Regions from separate parts of the Anas platyrhynchos genome. Here region 1 is linked to region 2. The links are chromatin contacts, called in public Hi-C maps. All regions are on one chromosome and are shown on one strand. Each heading gives the region's core, a stretch centred on a gene start, on an enhancer-like site or on the middle of the called end of the contact. The rest is flanking DNA. Distances are from core to core; before and after follow the strand shown.

Region 1 (5,790 bases), core at 2,871-5,370, 55 kb after region 2:
GTATGCATAAATATATGCATATACATATATTTGTTCCATATTTGTGGAAAACAGAACTGTCTGTCTATGAACAGGAAGCCTCGTATTTGTCAAACACTTGTCTTTGTCTGTCTGTCCTAACAGCAGTCTTAAAGCTTCAGTTTTGCAATGGCAATATTGGGATTTGTCTAGATCACAAAATACGTAGTCACCCCTGCTAGCTTTGCATTATTTTTTTCATCTGATACCCATGTCTTCCCTTATTTTCTACTATTCACAGCTTTTATTTTATCCTGGTGGTTATTTGCTTTTATGTTTTTATATTACTGTGTTGCTTTCTTAATGTTGCCTTTCTTTTACCCGTTTCATACCTGCAATTGGTAGTTTTTAGACAAACCTCTTATCTGTCTTGGCTTCACAGATGATTTTGCCAGAGATGGAGGAAGTTCCATTTTACAACCCCCTTTTAAATATCCCTCAGTTTTCATACGCATTTTCGTCTGTTGTTTTTCCTAATCAGTGTCACTTGGTTTCCTCATCTTTGAAATGCTAACAAATGTTTCTATTTTCAGTGCGTGCTATGTTGGTATTGTATCATGCCTGTAGTGTGGTTATTATAGAAATAAATGTATTTATAAGACACAGAGTACAGAAGGGTGGTCATGAGAAGTTTGGGTTGGGGGTCATTTCAATTGGAGCAGTCTCCAGGTGCATGCTAGCCTTGTATGTATGCTTCTTATTTTATGTATTACACAGTTCATGGGTTTTATACTCATCCTTTCTAAATGGTCGTGTAGAGAAAGTAGGCAGGTGTTGCCATTTTATTAGAAACGTCCAAACTGCTATTATGGAAAAGTGCTTTAAATGAGTCTGCCTAGAATGAAGATTAATAATGTATCTGGGAGTCGTGGTTGGGAATTACTCAAATACGTGTCAGTAGAGCTGCTGGTTCTGACATGTACGCGTGCATAGCCAAGTCCCTTAAACATCCCTGTCTGGAGCTGTGCGTGTATTTTGTTACTACATATTATGTTTCAGAGGAGAAAGCTCCAGTGGTTGTGAAATCCCCTCCAGTCCCTGGTGCCACGTGGGGCAATGGGATGCAACCTGGAGGATGGCCAACCCTTCTACAGCTGTGGAAAGGAAATGCAATAGGGTATAAATCTGTGGACTTAACTGCAGAAGGAGCAGGACTTAGATTAACACCAATGAAATGGGGGCACAATAGGCCTCCTCTGTCCGTGTATAGTGATCGTACACTGGTAATATACAATCTGTTACATTCTTGTACATTCACGGAAGGAACAAGGGATTGATGAAATCTCATCAAACGAAACGGTCTGTGAAAGTACCTCCATGTTCAGAGATGATGTTTCATGGGTGGTGCTCTGGGAAAGACTCTCGCTATTGCTACCATCAGTAATGAAAAGCCCAGAGATACAGTATGAGGTCCCCGTAGGAGGGTTGAAGTATTTCTGCAGCTTTTCCAGCTGAAACTTCTTAGCCACGTAACAGCGCAGGATAAAAATGAAGTCAAACAAAGGCACCCCCCTAAGAACAAAGGACCTAAAAAAGCATGACCTGTTTGGGAGGAAATCCTGCCTTTCCACCTTCATGCAGCTGCAGGTGGCAAATTGCCAGCCTCTTCTAAATACGACTGTTTGACCTGAGGGTAAGTGACATGCTTTCTGTCCGTGCTCTTATCAGACAACCGAGAAGGTTTCTGAGCCATAAGGAAAGAATGCAGCAATTGGGTGGCAAAGATAGCTATTCCATTAGCAACTGAAACCTCTGACACTGCAGCCAGATGTGTGGTCATGTTGGTGAACACTGTGGTATCAGGAACCCTCTTGAGAGAGAAATATGGCCTAAGGCTCTTTTATGAACAAGTGTGCTATCATTTGACCAAACATTTTTGGGTGTCAAACTCCAGCTCTGAGCCAAGCCCAAGCACGATATGCAGTATCTGCCTCTGAACTTCTCATATCTCATAGTTAAGACAAAGAGCCTGCCTTAGAGCAGACTGTCATGCCTAAAGAAATCTTGCTACATCTGGAGTTTACAATGTGCTCTTCCCTCCTTTGTCTCCTCACCATGCCCCTGCAAACTTGGCAAGATGGCTGGAAGGCACAGCAAAGTGGGTGCAGCATAACTATTCCAAGCAGACTTGTCTATTTTGCCAGGCATGGTCTAAATCAGCCTTGAACAGATGCCACGTGGTGCCACTTGCCATGGTTAGCCCCTGCTGCTGTCTGGTTGTTCATGCTGAAGGAGCCCTGAGCATGTCCTGACAGTCCTTTGCATACTTTCCTGGGAGTTTTTTTTTTATGACTTATTTGTAGAGTGGCTGAGGCTCCAAGAGGAAGGTGATTTGAACATCTGGAACTGCTGAAGAGTTCCAAGACACAGACCTTGAGAGGTGCGTCTGATGTACTCTGTGACAGCATATGGAAATCCTGAGGTCTCCCTTTTGCTTTAGTGCTCTTTCCACAGAGGGACTCTGTTGCTTCTGCTTCCTTCTGTAAGATGTCAGTAATGTTGGTCACTGACACGTATCAGCCAACAGTGTTCATGGCATGCACCTCTCAATGGTGATGATGCTAATTGATGAGTCGATGAACTTCCATCCTACCAGTCCTCAAGCCTGACTTTCTTACCAGGCATGTTCCTGTTGCAATATTCTCTAACTCTTAATTAAAATAAATAAGCAATCTCCTGCTCCACCTCATTTTTCCCCCTTCATTTACAGTTATCTGAGAGGGTCATAGCAAAAGCAGTCTTGAAGTGTCATATTTACTGACAGTTCCTCTTCATGTTCCAAATCTGTTTCAGATCTTGTTTGGAGAAATATGATAGTTACATTCAGGTACTGCCCCCAACCTGCATTTGCAGCCATTTCAGTTGATGGCAGTGCAAACTGACTAGCAGCATGTGTAGACCATCCTCTTGAATAAGGCATAGGAAGCAGTGGACTGCTGAAATGTCTTCTGAGTGAAAAATTGGTAGGCAACTGGGGCAGTTGATTTTAATACAAATACTTGACCTGTGTATTGCGGATGCAGTATTCCTCTTACCTTACTGTCTCCCACTTCATTACAACTGCATCTTCCTCCAGAGGTCAAGTCTTTCTGCCTCTGTTGACAGTTACTGATGAATATATTTTCCGAGATGCTCTGGTGTGCTTTATTGCAATAACATGAGTATCTGCAGCTTGGTAGCAGATCTGTGATACAAGATTGTTTTTGTAAAAAATACCAACCGTTGCATCCATTCCTTGCTCTCCCTTTTTTGGTGGCCATCACAGCACTGTAGCTGAACAGGGAGTGAAGGAAGCTCAGTATGGACCTTAATGGGAAATTACAACACATGAGTCTCACAGCTCCCTGGACATTGACAGATCCACAGTCTGATCCTGGAAAAGTCTGCACTGAGCCTGGGCTATTGGTGAGGTTGGCAGTAGGGTTATACAGGAGCTCTTGCTCTGCTTCCCTCTCCTGTGCATACTCCAAGGAATGCAGTGGACAAAAGATGGCCAGTGTGACTCTCTGGGCTCTCTTTAAGTAAAAGCCTACAATGTTGTCAAGTTCAATAAAGCAACTGTGTTTTCAAGTGTTTCTTCTTAGTAAGACACCAAACCAATTAAAAAAAGAAAATATACTTCAATTTAAAGAGGGATATGACTTTTTCAGCAGTTAGTCAGGGTAACCTTAGGTTGCATGTTTTAATATAGGTACCTCATGAGTTTAAATACAGTACTAGACATCAGCATTGCTACTGGCACCCAGGGATTAAATGTCTCAGACTTTTATTGTTTTAAAATATAAAGCAGTTTGAGTTTATTTGTTGTTTAGAAGAACAAGCTGGGTGTTCTTGCTTACAGTGTGGTTCAGCTTCAAGAAATGTTGGAAGAGCAGATGAACGATATAAATGTGTATATTCAAATGAATCATTTTCTTGGCCTCATTAGTTTTATTAGCTGGTATGTGCTCATTACACTACATTTAGCAAATATTGGTTTTGCATATTTTGGCTCTTAATCAGCAAGGAATGATAATCATATCCATAGCTGATAGTCATTCTGCTGAAGAAGTATGACTGAAGTATGAAGTATGTGATGAAGTTTGAAGGCCAAACAGGAGCAGAGGCTTCCAGAGCTTCGTCTCAAACACACAAACTCAGTCCCAGGAAACACCCCACAGGTGGCAGCAGTCCTGCTGGAGTCATAACGTGGGTCTGATAAAATTCCAGCGGGGATGCTTTCGGAATGACCTGGCATGCATTGCCGGTGCACGGAAACCTGGCTGGAGATGCAGCCAATTGCTTTCTGTATCCTTCAGGTGGGATTTGAGAGACTTTGCTTCAAAGTCCTGCCGAAAGCCGCGGTCTGAAGCGTCTTGCAGCGTGCTGAGGCGGCAGGGCTGCGGCTGGCGGTGCCGCTCCTCCGGCTGCCAAGATCCACTGCTGAAACTATACTTTTTTATCAGGTCATGTTTGCGTCTGGCAAAGATTTGTAGACACAACATCATTAACAGCAGTGCATATTTTCACAAGATTTACCTCTTCAACACTTTTTTCCAAGTTAGTAAATCATAGCTTCTTTAATGTCCTGCTGGCTGCGTGAAAAACAGGAATTTATGTAACAAGCTCTGGGCCGCAAACCTTTTCCTGTTAGGAAAATTTTTTTTTTCATTGTTGGCAGTGTTAGGAGACAGCTCTGTTACTCAAAGAGCGACCTCAGATGTCCTCAGTACAATAATACCAGATTATGATATTTTTGATGACTAAGGAATAGCAGTAATTTCTTAAATATTTAACACTTCTTTTGCAGAGGAGAGGGAGCTGAGCACTAGCATGGGATTTTCTCTGCCTGATGTTTTGCATGTTCGATATGCTTATTTTGATAGTAAACAGTAAGCCTGAGCCAACTGGGTATGTTTACAAAATACAATAAAAAAATGAACTGGCGCAGGAGGTTTTTTAATCAACAGACGTGCAGAACAACTTTCTTGCGACATTGCTAAATCTGGAATTGTGTCAGCCTTTAATTCAGCTGTGGCCCTACAGTGAAAACAAAGGGCTGGCGGGGCTGGCTCCCAACCCTCCCTGGCCCTTACAACCACAGCCACGGGCAGGTCCAGAGACGGATTTTGGGGCTTACCCTCCTGACACGGCGCTAACACTGCATTACAAAGACGTCAGGTGGTGGTGGAAGGCGGATGCTTGCCTTGAGCCCTGCAAGTCACTGAGCATTCGCAAGCCTAAAGCTATGCAGAGGCGAGCCCCAGATGATATTTTTACAGGGCCACATGTGGTGAAAATAAAATTTCAAGGCCTTCCCTAATGCCCTGTCGCTAGATAGAAGATGAGTTTTTGATTGCAGGGTTAGCAGTGAAGAGACACGGTCCTGTGGCAATTAGTTAATATCAGAGAGATTGGCTTCCTTTCAAAATTAAATGAGGAAATGCTGAAATCGTCACTGGTGTTGATTTAACTGGGATAATTTGTTAAAGATGGTTCTCTGGATTGAAAGGAGAGGTTGGAAAGGCTTCTGAAGTTAGGCAGATGCTTTGACTCCCTGCTGTGCTGGTTGAACCGCGCTCTGCCACGAGGCTGTTTTCCCCCATCTTCTGCTGTCCAGGAGAGCTTTGTGACCCGTTTGGTGTGAGGCTGTGCTCTTGTCGGGGTATTCTCAGGGTACTGCTGCATATAAGGTGTTACAGTCCTGCTTCTTACAGACTTCTTGCTGCCTTCATATGCTGAAGGTCTCCTCTTTGACCTCAGAGTAAGCTTTCCCGTTGAGCTCTGCAGATG
Region 2 (5,447 bases), core at 1,383-3,882:
AGAATATGAATAAGAGGCTATGCTTTTTTCCACTGATGATAAAAGGCAATCTTCAGGTCTTTCATTTGAAAAAATACAAGTTGATGCTAAGGATGATAGGAGAAATTGCATTGTAGAGGAGTAGAAAATGGGAGCAGGAGTAGGAGGAGAGAAATGAAAAGGTGGAGTGTAGGAGGAGGGCCGTGGGAGTACAAAATGAATTGTGGTGCATCCATCAGCATTTAGGCATTGTGGGAGATGAGATAAACTTAACGCTGTCATTTGTAGATGCAGTAAAATTTCTTGCACTGAGCCAGCGCCGTGCTGAGCTGTTTTGGAAGGAGGAAGCTCCCCTCCAGCAGCCAAATGGGACATTTGGTTTGTGGCAGGGTTTCCAGCGGGTGGTCAGCTGGGGACACAAAACCCCCTGCAATGCTCATCTTGCAGAACGAAACCTGCCACACTGTGAATCGCTCGGCCTGGCTTGCTGAGCAAAGGCAGCGATGTGAACGCTCTGCCTTTATTGCTCCTCACCTTGCCGGCCCTCACCTCTCACTGCAGGCTGTTTTCTAACTGTATTTACTGCTGCAAGCAGGCGTGGGACCTGTGGCACAAGCGAGGGCCCTTCTGAGAAGGGGAGGTGAGCAATGGCAACGTGATGCAGGGCCAAGAGGGAGCAAGGCAGTGCTTGCCCTGCACGAGGATGCTGAGCTGAGGACACTCCAGGGCTCACTGAAAGCCCATCACAGCAGCTTTCTTCCTGCTTGGCCCAGTTGGTGTCTTAGGAAAGCTATTTTTTTTCAACATCTGTGTATACCAATAGAGGTCAGGGAATAACAGCTAGATTTATGGCCAGAGGAAAAAAAAAAAAAAAAAGAAAAGAAAAAAAAAGGAAAGAAAGAAAGAAAGAAAGAAAGAAAGAAAGAAAGAAAGAAAGAAAGAAAGAAAGAAAGAAAGAAAGAAAGAAAGAAAGAAAAAAAAAAGCAATAAGCACAAGACCTAAAAAAAATCCTTTGAAGAAAGCCTGATTACAAATCCATTTCCTTCAGCAGGATGGGTGCCAGCCTGGCTCCTAGATTTTATTTTATTTTTTCAGATGCCAATGGCAGGAAAGTAAGAGAAAATGTTTCAGTACTCCTGGGCACTTCTTTTGCTTTGGCTCCCTTTTGAAGGTGCCTGATTGCCACATGCCATGGCTTCCCCTCATGCACACCTGCATCCTGTGGTCCCTGCTGCTCCTCATCACCGGGGTGCTCGCCTGGGCTGCAGGGCGACCGCAGTGGTGCTGGATAACGCTGCGGGACGAAGCTGTTCCTAGCTGAAACGTGGCATGCATGTTATTAGGTCGATCAGGAACTATTTTGCTATTAAAAATATATATATATATATATATATACATATAATTGCTATTACTATTTTTAAATCTCTGGGCTAAGCGATACAGACTTGTGGGCTGAATCCTCCATAGGGCTCGGACAATGTAGAAGCAGCTTTAAAGCCACGCAGCTCTGAGAACTGCCACGCAGCCAGCCTGTAATAACCAGGTTTGGCATCTGGGGAAAGAAACATGGCAAAAAAAGATGTTTTCAGATTCGATCGGTTACTCCACACATGTGCATGCGTGCGCTGAGTACATAGCTGGGTGTCATCACGTGCCTTAAGAAGCGTTTTCATAACAGTGCGTGCATGCAGACGTACGACCTGGCACTGAGTTGCACGCTGTGGGCCTACGTCCAGTTTCGTCCTCTCCCTCCTAGTGATTTTTTGGAAAAATATTGGTAGAGGCACAACGGGCTGCAGTTAAATAACACTTCCACTCGCTGCCTTGGTTCGGGGGGATGAGGAACGGGCCCTGGACGGGGACACCGAGTGCCATGGTGCGGTTTTTGGGGCTCCCCCAGCCTGTTGATAAAAGCCCTCTGCTACCGAAAACAAGGCAGATTTTCTACTGGGTTTGCCAGTTTGAGGAGAGGACTCGCATCCCTGAGCTGGCTTGTCCAGGTTGAGGGAACGTCTCAATTTCAATGGAAAACTTCTGTGTCGCCTCGGACGCACCTCTGGGCGCTTCGGGGCTGGGCAGAGGGGGGCAGCACGTCGCGGGGGCTCGTCCCGGACCCTGTACCGCTTTGGGGAGGGGGTACGAGCTTTGGGGAGGAGGGTGCGGACTGGGTTCCCCTGGAGGGAAATGAGTACGGGGCAGGAATGAGCCGCAGCCCGTCAAACCTTCGCGTGAGCCCACCCCGAAGCTCCGGCAGCCGCCCCGGGAGCGCGTCCAGCCCGGGGCTGCCCTGCGGGGACAGGGCCGGGGGGGCCGCGGCCACAGGAGGGGCGAGGGTCCCCTGGGGAGCCGTCCTGGGGACTTTCCCCGCACCAATCGCCCCCCCTCGGGCTCCGCACCTCGCCGGGACGGCACCGACTGCCGCCCCCTTCTCGAGCCGAAGGGCTCTCGCTCCCCGTCGAGGGGAGGGACCCCAAAATAAGCCCAAAACAGCCCCAAAACACACGCAAACACACACACGGAGCCCCCCCCCGGGAGCAGCCCGGGGGCACCGGCACCCTCCCGCCCCGCGGCGGGGGGCGGCGCGGCGCTGCCATTGGCGAGGCTCGGGCCGGTCCCTCCCCGCCGGGAGGAGGAGGAGGAGGAGGAGAGGAGGAGGAGGAGGAAGGCTGGAGGCGGGCCCGCGCGGGGCGGTCGCTCCAGTCGGTCGCTGCCGCCGCCGAGGAGCCGGGCAGGGCGGCGGGGCCGGAGCCGCGCCGGGAGTCGGCGGCAGCGCCGTCGGGGCAGCGCCGGGAGCCTGCATGGGGCGCTGAGCCGCCCCCACCCCAAAAATCCGCCCCCGACAACCCCAAAAGCCTCCGCCGAGCTCCCCCCTCCCGCTACCGGCCCCGCCATGGCCGAGGCTCCGCAGCTGGTGGACATCGACCCCGACTTCGAGCCGCTGCCGCGGCCCCGCTCCTGCACCTGGCCCCTGCCGCGGCCGGACTTCAACCCCCCCAGCTCGGCCACCTCCAGCCCGGCTCCGTCCTGCGGCGGGGCAGGAGCAGGAGGAGCAGGAGCAGGAGCAGGAGGAGGAGGAGGAGGAGGAGGTGGTGGGGGGCAGCCCGAGGGGGCGGCCGGCACCGCCGCAGCCGTCGCTGCCGCCGCCGCCGCCGCTGCCGCCGCCGCCTCGGGGGCGCTGGGCGCCGACTTCATCAGCAACCTCAGCCTGCTGGAGGAGAGCGAGGACTTCGGGCCGCTGCCCCCCGCCGGTCCCCCGGAGGCTGCCGCCTGCCGCTGCGGGGACTTCCCGGCGCCCGAGGCCGGCTGCCGCCTCCACCCGCCGGGGCCGGTGCCTCCGGTGCCTCCGGTGCCCCCCGCGGCCGTGGCCGGGCTGTCGCCGGGTCCCGTGGCCGGGCAGCCCCGCAAGAGCAGCTCGTCCCGCCGCAACGCCTGGGGCAACCTGTCCTACGCCGACCTCATCACCAAGGCCATCGAGAGCTCCCCCGAGAAGCGGCTCACCCTCTCGCAGATCTACGAGTGGATGGTCAAGAGCGTCCCTTACTTCAAGGACAAGGGAGACAGCAACAGCTCGGCCGGCTGGAAGGTGAGGGGAGGGCTGGGGGCACCGCCGGGACCCCCCCCCCCCCGAGGGGCTGGGGGGCTGCGGGGTGCTCGGCGCCGCACACGCCGGCTGCGCTGCCCGCTTTGCAGCGTGCGTGTGCCTTTCGCATCTTATTTCATGTTTCCCCCCTCTTGTTTTAATTTATTTGATCGTATTTCATCTTATTCTACCCTAACGCGTTTTATTTCATCTTATTCTTGTTTTATTTCGTCTGATTTTATTTACTTTTACTTATTTCATTTCGTCTCGTCTCGTTCCGTTTCACTTTTATCCCGCTCCGTTTCACTTTATCCCACCGCGCTTCATTTATTTTATTCCCAAAAGGAAGAGAAAAAAAAAAAAAAAAAAGAGCCGCTGAGCCGCTTCTGCCCTACCCCCGCAGGGCTCAGCCGGGACCGGGAGCGGAACGGGGGGGGGCCGGGGCTCGCCTCTCTCCGCCTTCCCCCCCCTCCGCCCTGCCCCGCCGAAAGCAAAAGTTCACGCCGTGTCACGGCGCCGGCCCCGGGCACAGAGGATGGATTTTGGGGGATTTTGGGGGCTGCCAGTGTTGAGTCCCCCCCGTGCGGCGGGGTGCGAGGGGCGCTGCTCGCCCCCGGGACCGCCCGGCACCACTGGGGGGGGGACCCGGGGAGCTGGGACAGAGGCAAACGGGGCAGGGGAAGGAGAAGGGGCAGGACAAGGGTTGCAGAAACACCGTGCGTTTAATGAGTAAGCTGGCTTTGCCTGGGTGGCTGCGCTGAAGTCGGCGTGCGGGAGCGGCTTTCACATTAATTTGTGGGGTTTTGTGCGCTCCCGGGGCAGGGAGGACCGGTGGTGAGGAACCTGTTGGGCTGGGGGGGGTTCAGCGCTGCCCAGCTCTGCATGGACTGGGCACCCACCGTGGTGGTGTCCACCCCCATCCCCGTGTCACCCCCATCCCCGTGTCACCCCCATCCCCGTGTCACCCCCATCCCCGTGTCACCACCCCCAGCCCCTCTTCTCCCCAGCCCCTACCCCAAATCCACCCACAACAGACCCAGAGCGCCCGCTTTTTCGGCACCCCGTTGTTGCGTGAGAGCGCTGTCAGAGCGAGCTCCCGCTGCCTGCACGAAGGCACAGCCTCCTCCTCCTCCTCCTCCCTGCGAAGGATGGCAGCAAACGTGCAGGGTGCGTGTGCCGAACGTGGGATCGGCGTGTTGTGCTGCTGTGCTCCTGACTTGGCTCCAGTTGGGGCAGTCGGACTGCCGGTCGTCGAGTTTTGCTCACCTCGCCTTCTAGTATCTGTCATATTTGCATTTTTTTTTTCCAAGTCAAATCCTGCATTTATATAGATTTTTACATGCACAGCTAGGAGGGATTGTTACGTCAGATTTTCGTCAACGTCATGTTTTTACGGGGGGGCAGCACCCTGCCAGGGAAATGCAGATGGATCTGAAACTCGTTGTCAGCTGAAGGCTTTTAAGACTTTTAAAAAGTAATTTGTTAGTTCCTATCAATGTGTTTGACTAAAAAATTTAAAGGATAATTGTCTGAAGACATCTTTCACGAAAAAGGCTTAATAGGAGGGGAATGATTGATAGCTGACAACTTTTAGATAAGGTAAATTGTCACCTGAAAACGCTGTTTTTTTTCCAGTGGTGTTTCAGTCTGTCAGAAATAAAGCAAGCCGCCTCGAGTGCCTTTGCAGAGCGAGTCGGAGAGAACTGAAAGGAAAACAAACAAAACTAAAATCAGAGCAAAGAACTCCCAAGTTCAAGCAGGCATATCGGGAGCTCTGCTAGCTGCCTAACTTATTAGGTGTTTCTTATTTTATTGCTCCTCTTCCTGTGTTACTTCAGCCACTGACAAGCCTCGCACACCTCCTCCTGGCGGAGTGGACGCTGCCGA

What was found. Hi-C and Micro-C count contacts between places; a contact is called where the count stands out from the background.
Region 1: a Hi-C map of subcutaneous adipose tissue shows a contact between it and region 2, with 1.9 times the contacts expected there. The contact joins the enhancer-like site here to the promoter of FOXO1 in region 2. A contact is called at or near these places in 4 of 8 Hi-C or Micro-C datasets (liver, skeletal muscle and subcutaneous adipose tissue).

The regions. Positions count from the first base shown.
Region 1 is chr1:179,939,006-179,944,795 of IASCAAS_PekinDuck_T2T, forward strand. The region is part of intron 1 of FOXO1 (forkhead box O1); the gene reads left to right. Among named protein-coding and RNA genes, the nearest start is that of FOXO1, 54 kb to the left of the region's middle. Within about 2 kb of position 4,121, at least 5 of the 8 cell types and tissues checked have an H3K27ac peak or open chromatin away from gene starts, as enhancers often do. A contact at or near this core is called in subcutaneous adipose tissue, where this site is marked.
Region 2 is chr1:179,885,169-179,890,615 of IASCAAS_PekinDuck_T2T, forward strand. It overlaps FOXO1 (forkhead box O1), which reads left to right and starts at 2,633. Exons shown (of 3, transcript XM_005014856.6): 1 at 2,633-3,563. The coding sequence starts at 2,871.